Regions from separate parts of the Mus musculus genome. Here region 2 is linked to region 1. A link is a contact called in public Hi-C data. All regions are on one chromosome and are shown on one strand. The core of a region is the stretch at or near the end of the contact, and the rest is flanking DNA. Distances in the headings are between cores, read along the strand shown.

Region 1 (5,228 bases), core at 747-3,246:
AACTGAACACATATCAAAGCCTGAACAACTTACTTCCAAGCACCCTGAAATGGTCCTAAACTTGTAGTTTAGGAGAGGAATGGGCCACTTAAAATAGATACTGTGTAAGAACATGAGGCCAGGGTGGAGGATTGGATGGTTGCTTGCAGATGAATATAATTGTCTATCAGACAATGCTATTATACATTTTAATTAGAATTCTTAATTTTAGATTTCATGTGTGTTTTTTTCCCTCTCAGAAATTTTGGCTCTTTAGTCAGAAATATATCTTTACAGAATGTTTCTTCAGATGCTTCTCCAACCTCTTGGTGATCTCTGACCCCTAGAGTTTGGCCTAAGTAGTTAATGCCCTTTGCTTTTTTTTTTTTTTTTTTTTTCACTGCAAATTTTTCTGCATAGCATCAAAGTGGGATATTTTTGAGTTTCTTTGTTGAGGCATTGTTAATAAAATTAAAAGACTAGAAAAATTTAAATGATCCTCAATAGTCAATTATTGTAGAGTTAGACAATGAAATAATGCACAGCTATGAAAATAAAAAGGTATACTGTACTAATAGTGAAATTTTTTCTTATTTTTATTTATATGAGTGTACTGTTGCTGTCTTCCGGCACACCAGAAAAGGGGAATCAGATCTCATTACAGATGGTTGTGAATCACCCAGTGGCTGCTGGGAATTGAACTCAGGACCTCTGGTAGAACAGTCAGTGCTCTTAACCGCTGAGCCATCTCTCTAACCCAAAAGTAAAATTATTTTAAGTGACAAAAGACAAATAATGTAATAATATATTATGCTCTAATTTTTGCATATAAAAAAATCTCCAGTATGGTTTTTTGTTTGTTTTTGTTTTTTGTTTTTTTTTAGGTCTGTCTTTGTTGATTGAACAAACACATTTGTTAGAAACTCACATGAATTATTATGGATATTAATCTATTTACTAATCATTCAAACCTTTGATATGGATGTAGTTCTTCATTTCTGCTAATGAACAAACTGAGCCACGTTTGTTGACCTCCTCAGGCATATGTGTAGGGAAAACACCCACACATATATTGAAAAAGGCCTTGGCAATATAATCCTGTTGTAACATGTGAGAATTAAATACATAAAGTTATTTTTTGTTTGTTTGTCAATATAGACTTCTGAGATTTCTTTTTCTTCTTTCTTTCTTTCTTTCTTCCTTCCTTCCTTCCTTCCTTCCTTCCTTCCTTCCTTCCTTCCTTCCTTTCTTTCTCTCTCTCTCTCCCTCCCTCCCTCCCTCCCTCCCTCCCTTCCTTCCTTCCTTCCTTCCTTCTTCTCTCTCTCTCTCTCTCTCTCTCTCTCTCTCTCTCTCTCTCTCTTTGTTTCATTTCTTTCTTTTTCTTTTTTCAGTAGAAGATACCTGGTTTGTGATACTGCTGCAAGAAGATGTGGACTTGATTAAAACTCCCTTTTCCCCCAGGATCCCTCTTTGGCCACTTGTGACTCTAAGAAGCTGTGACTCAAACCAAACTAAGCTGTTCTACGTTCCTTTAAGATAGCCTTTCATATTTGTGACTTGAATGGGCTGAGACAAGAAGAAAACTTTGTTTTCCTTTAGAAAATTTATTTGGGGTGGAGTAAGCTGAGGCAACAGGTGTTAGCTACAAAACTTTAGGTTTCTTGGGATGTGCTTGAAGTGGCTCCTCTTCTCTTTTCCTGAAATCTGGTGCTGGCTCTCCTTACTCATCTTACTGCACTTCTGACTCTCCAACCCTCAGCTATTCATGGGCTGAACTAATAAAGAAAATTCTCTGTGTGAGCCATTCTCGGGAAGTCGTCATGGGAGTTACTCACAGGAAACAAAACAAAACAACAAAACAACCCATCCCCAAACACAACAAAACGACAAACAACAACTACAGAAAACCACAACATTTCTGTTTCTTTGACCTTTTCTCCCAACTCCAGTCCATCTGCTGCAAAACAATCATAAAAACCAAAATAACTGCGTGTTATTATGAGTATTTGGTTCCATTCTGCCCTAGATTAATGGATCACTTCTTTATTAGCTAGAGACAAACATGGAAGGCATTGTCTCAGCATTCTCTAGGATTTGTTTTAAATGTAAGTTGGCTTTTCTAGCCTCGTAGAGGTTCAATTCAGCTTCCCTGTTTATAGTTCAATACAATTGCCAGTGGGAAGGGGAGTGTAGGGCAGTTTTGTTTCTGTGACTGCATAGAGTACATTGAGAGAGACATTGCAGCCACCATCTTCTTTGAGGGAGCTGTTCTTTATTACGCCTTTTTCATTCGTGGTGGAGGGATCAGGGAGCCTAGAAAAAAACTTGTTCAAGGTCACCCAGCTGGATAAGCTTAGATTCCTACCCAGTATTATCTGACTCTGAGGACCAAGCTATTAATTATGGCTGAAGCACTTCTTTACTAGTTAACGCTTTCCTGTGATCCTGTTTATTTGTGTGTGCGTGTTTTTCGTTGTCATCTTTCCCCATGAGCCACTCAGAATTAGTTTATGAAGCATATCGGACATTATGCTTGTATCTAGTCTCATGGCTGTATTTGCACACTAATTTTAATAATTCAATAACAATCATTTAGAATCTAAGAGTTATTATCAGTAACTGATGTACAACATTTTTTTTTCATTAAACCAGCATACTATCATCCATGAAAAGGCCACATAGATAAACTCTTGCAAATTTCTTCCCTGTTCTTTAAGTTCTAATGTAGTATTTTATTCACCTTCGATTTTTTAGATCAAGTTAGTAAACCGTGAGCAATATAGAGAGAACTTTCTAGTAACACTTCCTTTAGCTCTTTCAGGATTATTGAAGGAGCTTCCTGCAAACAAGGATGCTGTGTATTCACCAGTTAACAATGATCTTTGTTATTTCTGTATCCGTACTTCTCAACTTCATCAAATGACATTTAAAACTTCAAATGGCTCAAAGCTAGTCAGCAAAGAAGCCCTTTGAAAAATGTTTCATTTTGAACTAATGAATAAAATGCTTACTTCTGAAGCAGAAAGACTAAAGTAAAATGTCATTCTTGTTTTAAAGAAAACAAACACCTGCTTGAAGATTCTTTTATAGTTCACTAGAACTGAGGGTTGCGTGTAAAGGGAAAAAAATGAGATTTTTTTCAAGTTTCAGGAAATACAGGAGGACTTTTTCTTTTCTTTTTTATTTGAGTGGGCAAACATGGAAAGGAGAAACTATTGCACATAGAAACAAGACAGCCCAGTGGAGAAAAAAAAAGTCTTTTCCTTCTTTTTAGGTGCTACCTATATTGATGTCTCATTGTCTTTGCCAGCTCCATAAGTGAGAGAATCTAGACTTTATTCTTCAAACGCGCAAAGAGAAATACTTTTGGGGGTTAGGGTGTGGTGGCAGAGAGCATGGGGAAGATGCAGTGATGAAGAAGGCAGCCTGATACTCTGAAGACAGCATCGCATTTGGGGGATAAAGGTGCTTGTGTTCCTAGCTCAGTTCTCACATAGTTTGGGAACCTGAAGTCAGTGGCTTAAGTCCTTAGAACTCACTTTCTCTCTCTAAGCTCAGCACCAATCCTGTCTGTTGTGCTTTTACTAAGTGGTAGCTAGAAATCAGTTTAGTAGTGAACAGCGTGCAAACCATCAAAACTCAAGATTCGCTATGAGAATGGTTCCTGGTGAATTCTGGGAATGCTCAACACGTCTAGGGAATTTCAAACATCCTTCTCTTTTAGCCAGTTGAACGCCTTTTGAATGGCAAGTGTTAAACTGTGTCCTTGTTGCTAGTCACCGAATGACCTTGGGCCCATCAGCTGGTGTCTCTGCTTTGTAGTTTCTCTTTTCAAGCTGCAGAAACAACATAATAAACAACTCTAGCTATACAGCCCACTGAGGGAACCTTAGACTTAAGTCTTAAGACTTAGTGACTTGGTCATATCATCGCAGAACAGGCAGGCCAAGCAGCTGGTTTGGAATTATGCAGTCAGTTGAGTGTCTTCCAGAAAACTGAGAGAACGGGACATTTTGAACTCTTTGTCTCTTCAGTTATCCAAATATTAGAGCAGCTGGTATTTTAATGTCTCAAAAAGGGGTAAAGAAAGTTAGTTCTTGTATTTCTGAGGTCTTTCATGAACTCATACGGGTAGTCTGTTAAAAACAGTACCTGCCTCTGCTTGCTGTCTTACAGGAAAATGTCATTTAATATTCTTTCTCCCCATTTTCTCTTTTTATTCTGCATACTCCATCTTCTTTGTGGACCCCTCTCATTAAATTGCTTGATTTATTTATTTTATGTGTTTGAAGGTTTGGCCTGCATGTATGTATGTGTGCCACCTTCATGCCTAGTACCTTCTAAGGTCAGAAATGGCTCTAGAACTCCAAGGGTTCTACTGCTGAATCCAGGTCCTCTGCAAGAGTATCATGTGCTCTTAACTGCCGAGCTTTCTCTCTAGCCCTGCTTCCCTGCTTTAAACCGAAAAAAACAAGATGCTATTTCAAGTATCTAAACCAGGATAGACCATCAGTTGAGAAGGTTTTTGTTTTGTTTTGTTTTGTATTGTTTTTGTTTCTGGTTTCTTTTTTGGTATGTAATTGATCTAAAGAATTTAAAGAATTCTAAAGAATTCCACTTGGGTAAGTGGAAAACTTTATTACACAAGCTAGTTATATATTTGATTTTATTTCCAAGTGTGAAGTCAGTGATCCATAGTTATCTTAAAATCACGTGTCACAGCTTTTTGTAATTTTCATAAGTAAAAATGAAAGATGTGCCTATAAAGCCCTCTTTAGTGTTGCTGTCAAGTTTTCCCACTTAAGTTCTTATGAATGAGCAAAGATAAAATACCTCTAATCTTATACCACTAATCCACCCATCAAACATAAACGTTTTTGTTATACCTCTTTACAATGTGTTCTTCCTATGTTATAAATTTTCACTGCACATGGGAAGATTCTCAGATCATCCTTGGAACATTCTAAGGCAGCCATGCTTTCTTATTGTGGGTGTGCTTACCAGGGAGTGACAAAGGAAGTTTCTCTAAAATCCATGCAAAAGCCCAAGGCATCTCTCAGACTTCGAAAATCAACAGATACAAATAGCTCTAAATTCTGTCAGCTACATAGAAACATCCTGGGAGTGTATTTTCCTGTGAATGGGAGGAGAAGGCTGGAAAAGGTTACCTAGATGTTTTTTTCTTTTTCTTTTGGGCATTGTAGGTGGAGCCCTGCGATCCAAGTGGTGATTGTCTGAATGATAGCATT
Region 2 (5,228 bases), core at 986-3,485, 38 kb after region 1:
ACAAGAAAATCCAAGTTCTCGCTAAGGAAAGGCGCTCTGCCCACCAGTTTCTGTACTACAGTTTCTGGAAAGAATCTGGATAGTGGAGCATGTGACGATCCCGTGACTGGGACAATCAGCTGTTGTCACTGTGCACAAGCACACAGAGATTCTAACTTCCAGTGCTCGCAGGTCAATCAAGACACTCACCCAGACACCTTTGTCCTTTATCTAGAGACTTATTCCTCCATCCCCATGGGTAATGATCAGCTTTTCTCCATCCTTTTTTGTCCTGCCTTGTTCTACAAACACCAGGGCTCACGCTGTGCTTTCAAGGTCAAGACAGGCCTAGGGCTCCTCAATAACGACCAGGGTGAGGGTCATGCCCACTCCTCCCTAAGTGCACCAGAGTAGGCAGCCCGGTAGATGGAGATGGGTATTTTTGGGCCCTGTTCTAAACAGTGTCCTGCTCAAAAGCACTTCCGTCCAAGATGCAAGAAGGTTCAGAGTTGACTGTCGCTTGCTTATTTTTGCTCCGGAGGAACTTGTGAATCAGAGAGAAAAGCCACCATAGGAACGCAATACATCAAAGAAGAGAAGCTTGGATTTAGGGGCTGGGTGTCCAGACATACTCAGATGTCCAAGTTAGGAGGGCACCCGGTGGTGGCCTCTTTAAGAAAAGAAGAAATTGTGCCCCACTGTAAAGTGAGAAAGCAAGAAACTTGTACCACTGAGATCTACAAACTGACTCCTCATGCCCTCTGGCCAGCTGCTCAGGTAGCTCCCAGTTTTGGAGTCAGAGCAGGAGACTGAGCTCTGTCTTCCCTGAGGGCCACTTGTCCCTGAGATAGCACCAACATTGACAGTGGTGGTTCTATCCAGAAGGTGCACTTAGTATTAGCTTCTATTTTGGTCCTTTATCCCACAAAAGAGCTTGAGACCCTGTTTTCTCCGATGTGAGTAGTATGGCCTTCACTCTCCAGAACTTTCTCCTACCAACTTTTTTTTTGGGGGGGGGAGTGTTAGGGCGAGAGGGGGGTCGGCCTATCCAGAGTGAAGCAGAACGGGGAAGAGGGGACCCAAGGAAGGTCCAGACGTAAGCATCTGCTTCCCGGTTCTCGGGAGCATACCGTGTTTACTATTTCTAGAAAGAGACGCGCTTATAGACTGCTCCTGCATCTGGCAGCCTGGGCCAGTGTGATCCCCACTTATGCCAGGGAGTTCACCTATGGCTAGCGACCACGGCGGGATGCGAGCTGCCAGCCTCTTCTACCCAAAGTCACCCGACTTCCTGCTCTCTATCCCGTGTCCTGTGGCGCACCGGAGAGCGACGCGCAGAAAAGATTCAAATCCAGAACTGGGAGGCGCGATTAGCACTGTCCTGGTCTCCAAAAAATGCGCCCTTCAGCGTCCTGCCAAAATCCCCGAGCCTTCCACACCTTCCCACAACTTTCCAAGCCCAGGCCATTTGCAGTCCCACCTGCGAACCGAACTCGGGGAGCCTCGAGTAGCCAATCTCTCTTCCCTTGGGCCGAGAGCTCTCCCCTCCCCCAAAGCTCCCGGTCTAGCTAGAGTTGTCCTGCTCTGGGCGCCCGCCCGCGGGCTCGCTTACCTCGCATGATGTGGCCGCTGTCCTGCTCCGCGTAGTCATGAAGCTCCCAGCCCGAACCCCAGAGAACCCAAAAATTCCGCTCAGCACGAGGGAAGAAGGCGGTCGGCGAAGAGCTGCTCCGCTGAGAGAAGCATCCCTTTAGGCAGATGTCGTGGCCACAGGGTGACGGTGGCCGCCGCCGCTAAGCTAACAGTTTTGATGCTGTTGCTGATGACTGTTTCTGATGGCTGTTTGTTTGTTTTCAGGCAGAGTGGAAAAAAAATGTCCTAGCTGCTGGTGCCTGGGTTTTGTTTTGCTTTTGTTTGTTTGTTTGTTTCTTTTTTTCTTTCTCTCCAATGTGCTTGCTTTAAAAAAAAAAAATGCCACCGCCTCGGGGCTCGGAGATTTCTTTTGTGATCACTTAGACTGAGGAGGAGGAGGAGGGCAGCGGCAGGAGGAGGAGTTGGTGGTGGTTTTGTTAGTTACAAAGAAGAGGGAGAATTATCAAGGGGGAAAAAAAGGAAACAGAAAAGAAAGAAAGGCGGCATGGATTGCAGAGCATGTGCGTTTTCACATGACATCTGTGCCTGTTAGCGGATCCACAATGTGAATTTTCACTGTTCAGTTGCAGAGACGAAGGGAGCGAGAGAGAAAGAGGAGAGAGGTGGAGAGAGCGAGCGCAGAAGAGGCTTATACGCGAGGGCGGGTTTGGCCGGACTTCCTGGCCCCGCCTCCTGTCAGCACCATGGCCAATCAGCGTCCCGCAGCGCGTGGAGAGTCTGGGGAGGCGGGGGAGGGGACGCTCTTGGGGACAGGGGGCGGGGCTAGGGACTCTGGCGTCCCAGGATGTGCGGACCCAGACTGGGAATTAGAGAAGGTCCTATCTGAGGTCTGATCTGGGCCAAGCTTAGCGCGCCCTGGAGAGTGAGGCAGATGTGAGAGTGACGTTCACTTCTGACTCCAGTAATTAGAAAGGGACACTGGTCAGTCAGGTCTTTGGAGGGAAGAGTCTAGGCGAACCGCTGGGCTGCACTCTCATTCCCTCTTACTGCAAGAGTCCCAAAAGAGTTTTGTACACTACGACAGCGCTTTGAAGCGTCCCTGTTCCATAATGCAGGCTCCTCTGGCAGAGTGTTTACCTTGTCAGACGCTTCTGCTGTAGCGGTAGACTACAAAACCACACCCCTCTAGTTCTGTGCAGCTTCTTTTAAAGACTGTTCAAATGCTCCCCACCCCTCACTCTAACTTTAACTAACTAATGCTGAGCCTCAGGTCCTCCCTTCCTCCCCTCCTCTCTCTCCCTTCCCTTTCTCTCTTCTTCCTTTCTCAGTAGTCCCAGGTTCCTTTGCCAAGGACAAGGGTTTCTTTAGCATTTGGAAACCCTTTGACCCTGGTTGCAGGACTTAAGGACAGGCTCATTTGCCTTTTTATTTGTCACTTTAGTGACGGGACACTTGGCAGAGAGCCTAGACTAGAAGGCAAGACTGTGTGGTTCTGTTCAGTTGGTGAAGGTTTAAAGAGCAAGACTCTTGGCTAGTAGCTCCCCAGAGACACCTGCTTAGGAGAGTTTGGTACTAAAACGAAGGTCATGAGACTGCATTCTTTACAAGAAATTTGTCATCTATTGACAATTTACCTGTATTCTGAAAGAGAAAACAAAACAAAATGAAGCACAGGTATCCAAACTTGTTCTTTTTTTGGCATGGTTTCATTCTTTGTAGATGAAACAAACACACACTATAGAAGCATGGCATCGATTTCCTTCCGTGTAGTTAGGTACTGCTTGGAAACTTTGGTGAATTGAGCATCATGAGACAGGAAGTGCAAAAGTTTGCTTGATCATTTTGAAAGCACAGAGACAGGACTCCGTGTCACAGTCATTCTAAAAGTGAGCCTCCCCAACATTCTCCATACCCAAATAACTCGACTTTTTTTTTTTTTTGCCAGTATTTATTCATGCTGCTTTGGGTAATATGTAATAATATGTAATATGTTGTAGAATTTGGAGTCCTTCAGTCCTCTGTACACTGAACACCATCAACTAGTTGTCTCACCAATAAGAATTGTATTAATTCCCGAATCTTCTGTCAGTGTTTAACCAAAACAGTTCGGCTGTGGGCAGTTCCATTTGCGTGTAATTTAGGAACATGTTGTGGAGAAAGTAAAAGTCGATTGAGTCATTAATTAAATGAAATGAACAAAGGAAGTTACTATTCAGGAAAGCTATTCCTCATAAATACCTTTCTCCTAGATTTTTAATTGACACAGTAGTTAATCTTTTAAGATAATATTTAAGGCTCCCTGGTTTTTATCATTTTTAATCAAGTAAAATATATTCATCATAACTACATTAAAGCTGCAGTAAGTTATGCCTAATTTAGTTGCTTCATTAAAAATTACTGCATATAAAATAGTCAAGAAACAAATTGTGACTATATCATTTTAATTTTATGAGCTTCAAGCAGAGTCATAGGAATATTGGAAATGTAAAACCCTTTGTAAACATTGTAATTGCTATTGTTATTATTTCCTTTTTCTATTTCTTGTTAAAAGGAATTTCAAAACTCCAAAAATTTTAACTCCTGTATGTATTCTTAAGTTTCTAATAAACTACTGAATCCTTAAAGTACATTTTAATTGATAAACTATCTTTAGCCTTCGAAAAGACAGTAAACACATGTATGGAATGAACTTGCCAGTACACATTTTTATGTGGTTTTTGTTTCATTAATACAATACTACACACTTTCTGTGTAAAATATATTTCTTGATTTTTTTTCTCCAAGCATTTTAAAAAACATGTTAATTATAAATAAATACATCTCAAATTTCTAAACTCTGTACACATGGTGATACAATGTGTATCATTTTCTTTTTCCTTTGGGTATTTAGTAATTTTTATTTAGTATTCCTTTTCTATTTAGTATTTATTTTCTTATTAAAGTAACATAAACATTGATCTTTGATTATAATATGGTGATCTGGGACATTTAGGGCCCTGCTGAAAATTTTAAGTGGAGTTTTCAGTGTGTCTACAACTTTTACATTTAACTCAACTGAATGGAACTCATTTGGAGAAAAACCAAATATTCAAAATTCTAATTAAGGAAGCAAGAAATTCCTACAAACGTGTACAATACTTATATATTATATGATGGTTTTATAACATATCTGGTAACAAATGTTTATATTTATAGTGGTATTATAATAATAATTTCATCATAAAATATTCTTGTTCACATAAAATAGACTGTGAATAATTTTATTAGAATGATTATGGAACTGCATAATTATAGGCTTTATGCTCTGCTTTGGCTCCAGGCCTTGAGGACATTTTGTTGGTGTATCAATTTTGATTAATTTCAATGGTCTTTAGTCACAGGACACCTTTCTCAGTCTCAAGCATAGATGTGATTTTACTTAGGGTTGTATGTGAATCTGTTGTCTGTAATGTTGGTTGGCACTCCTCAGGTAAGGCTTGAGAATGTTAATGACTGGTTGTGTCCTAAAGGAAAAAGAGCTATGGTACAATCCAGCCTTCTAGGGTGAAGAGAGCATTTAGGATGATGGCAACCCTAAAATGCTTGAAGAAAAAAAAAGACGTAGCGGTTCTTTATATTTGGTACTTGGTTAGTCTATAAGCAGAGAGTGTTTATAT

Evidence for each region. A called contact is a pair of places that touch in the nucleus more often than the background predicts.
Region 2: a Hi-C map of uterus shows a contact between it and region 1, with 2.4 times the contacts expected there. A contact is called at or near these places in 3 of 39 promoter capture datasets (embryonic stem cells, pre-B cells and stem cell-derived epiblast-like cells), 3 of 484 Hi-C or Micro-C datasets (nephron progenitors and uterus), 1 of 130 datasets of targeted methods (embryonic stem cells) and 2 of 9 other capture datasets (adipose tissue and liver).

Annotation. Positions count from the first base shown.
Region 1 is chr19:19,071,200-19,076,427 of GRCm38.p6, forward strand. The region is part of intron 1 of Rorb (RAR-related orphan receptor beta); the gene reads right to left. Among named protein-coding and RNA genes, the nearest start is that of Rorb, 37 kb to the right of the region's middle.
Region 2 is chr19:19,108,961-19,114,188 of GRCm38.p6, forward strand. It overlaps Rorb (RAR-related orphan receptor beta), which reads right to left and starts at 2,236. Exons shown (of 10, transcript NM_001043354.2): 1 at 1,592-2,236. The coding sequence starts at 1,598.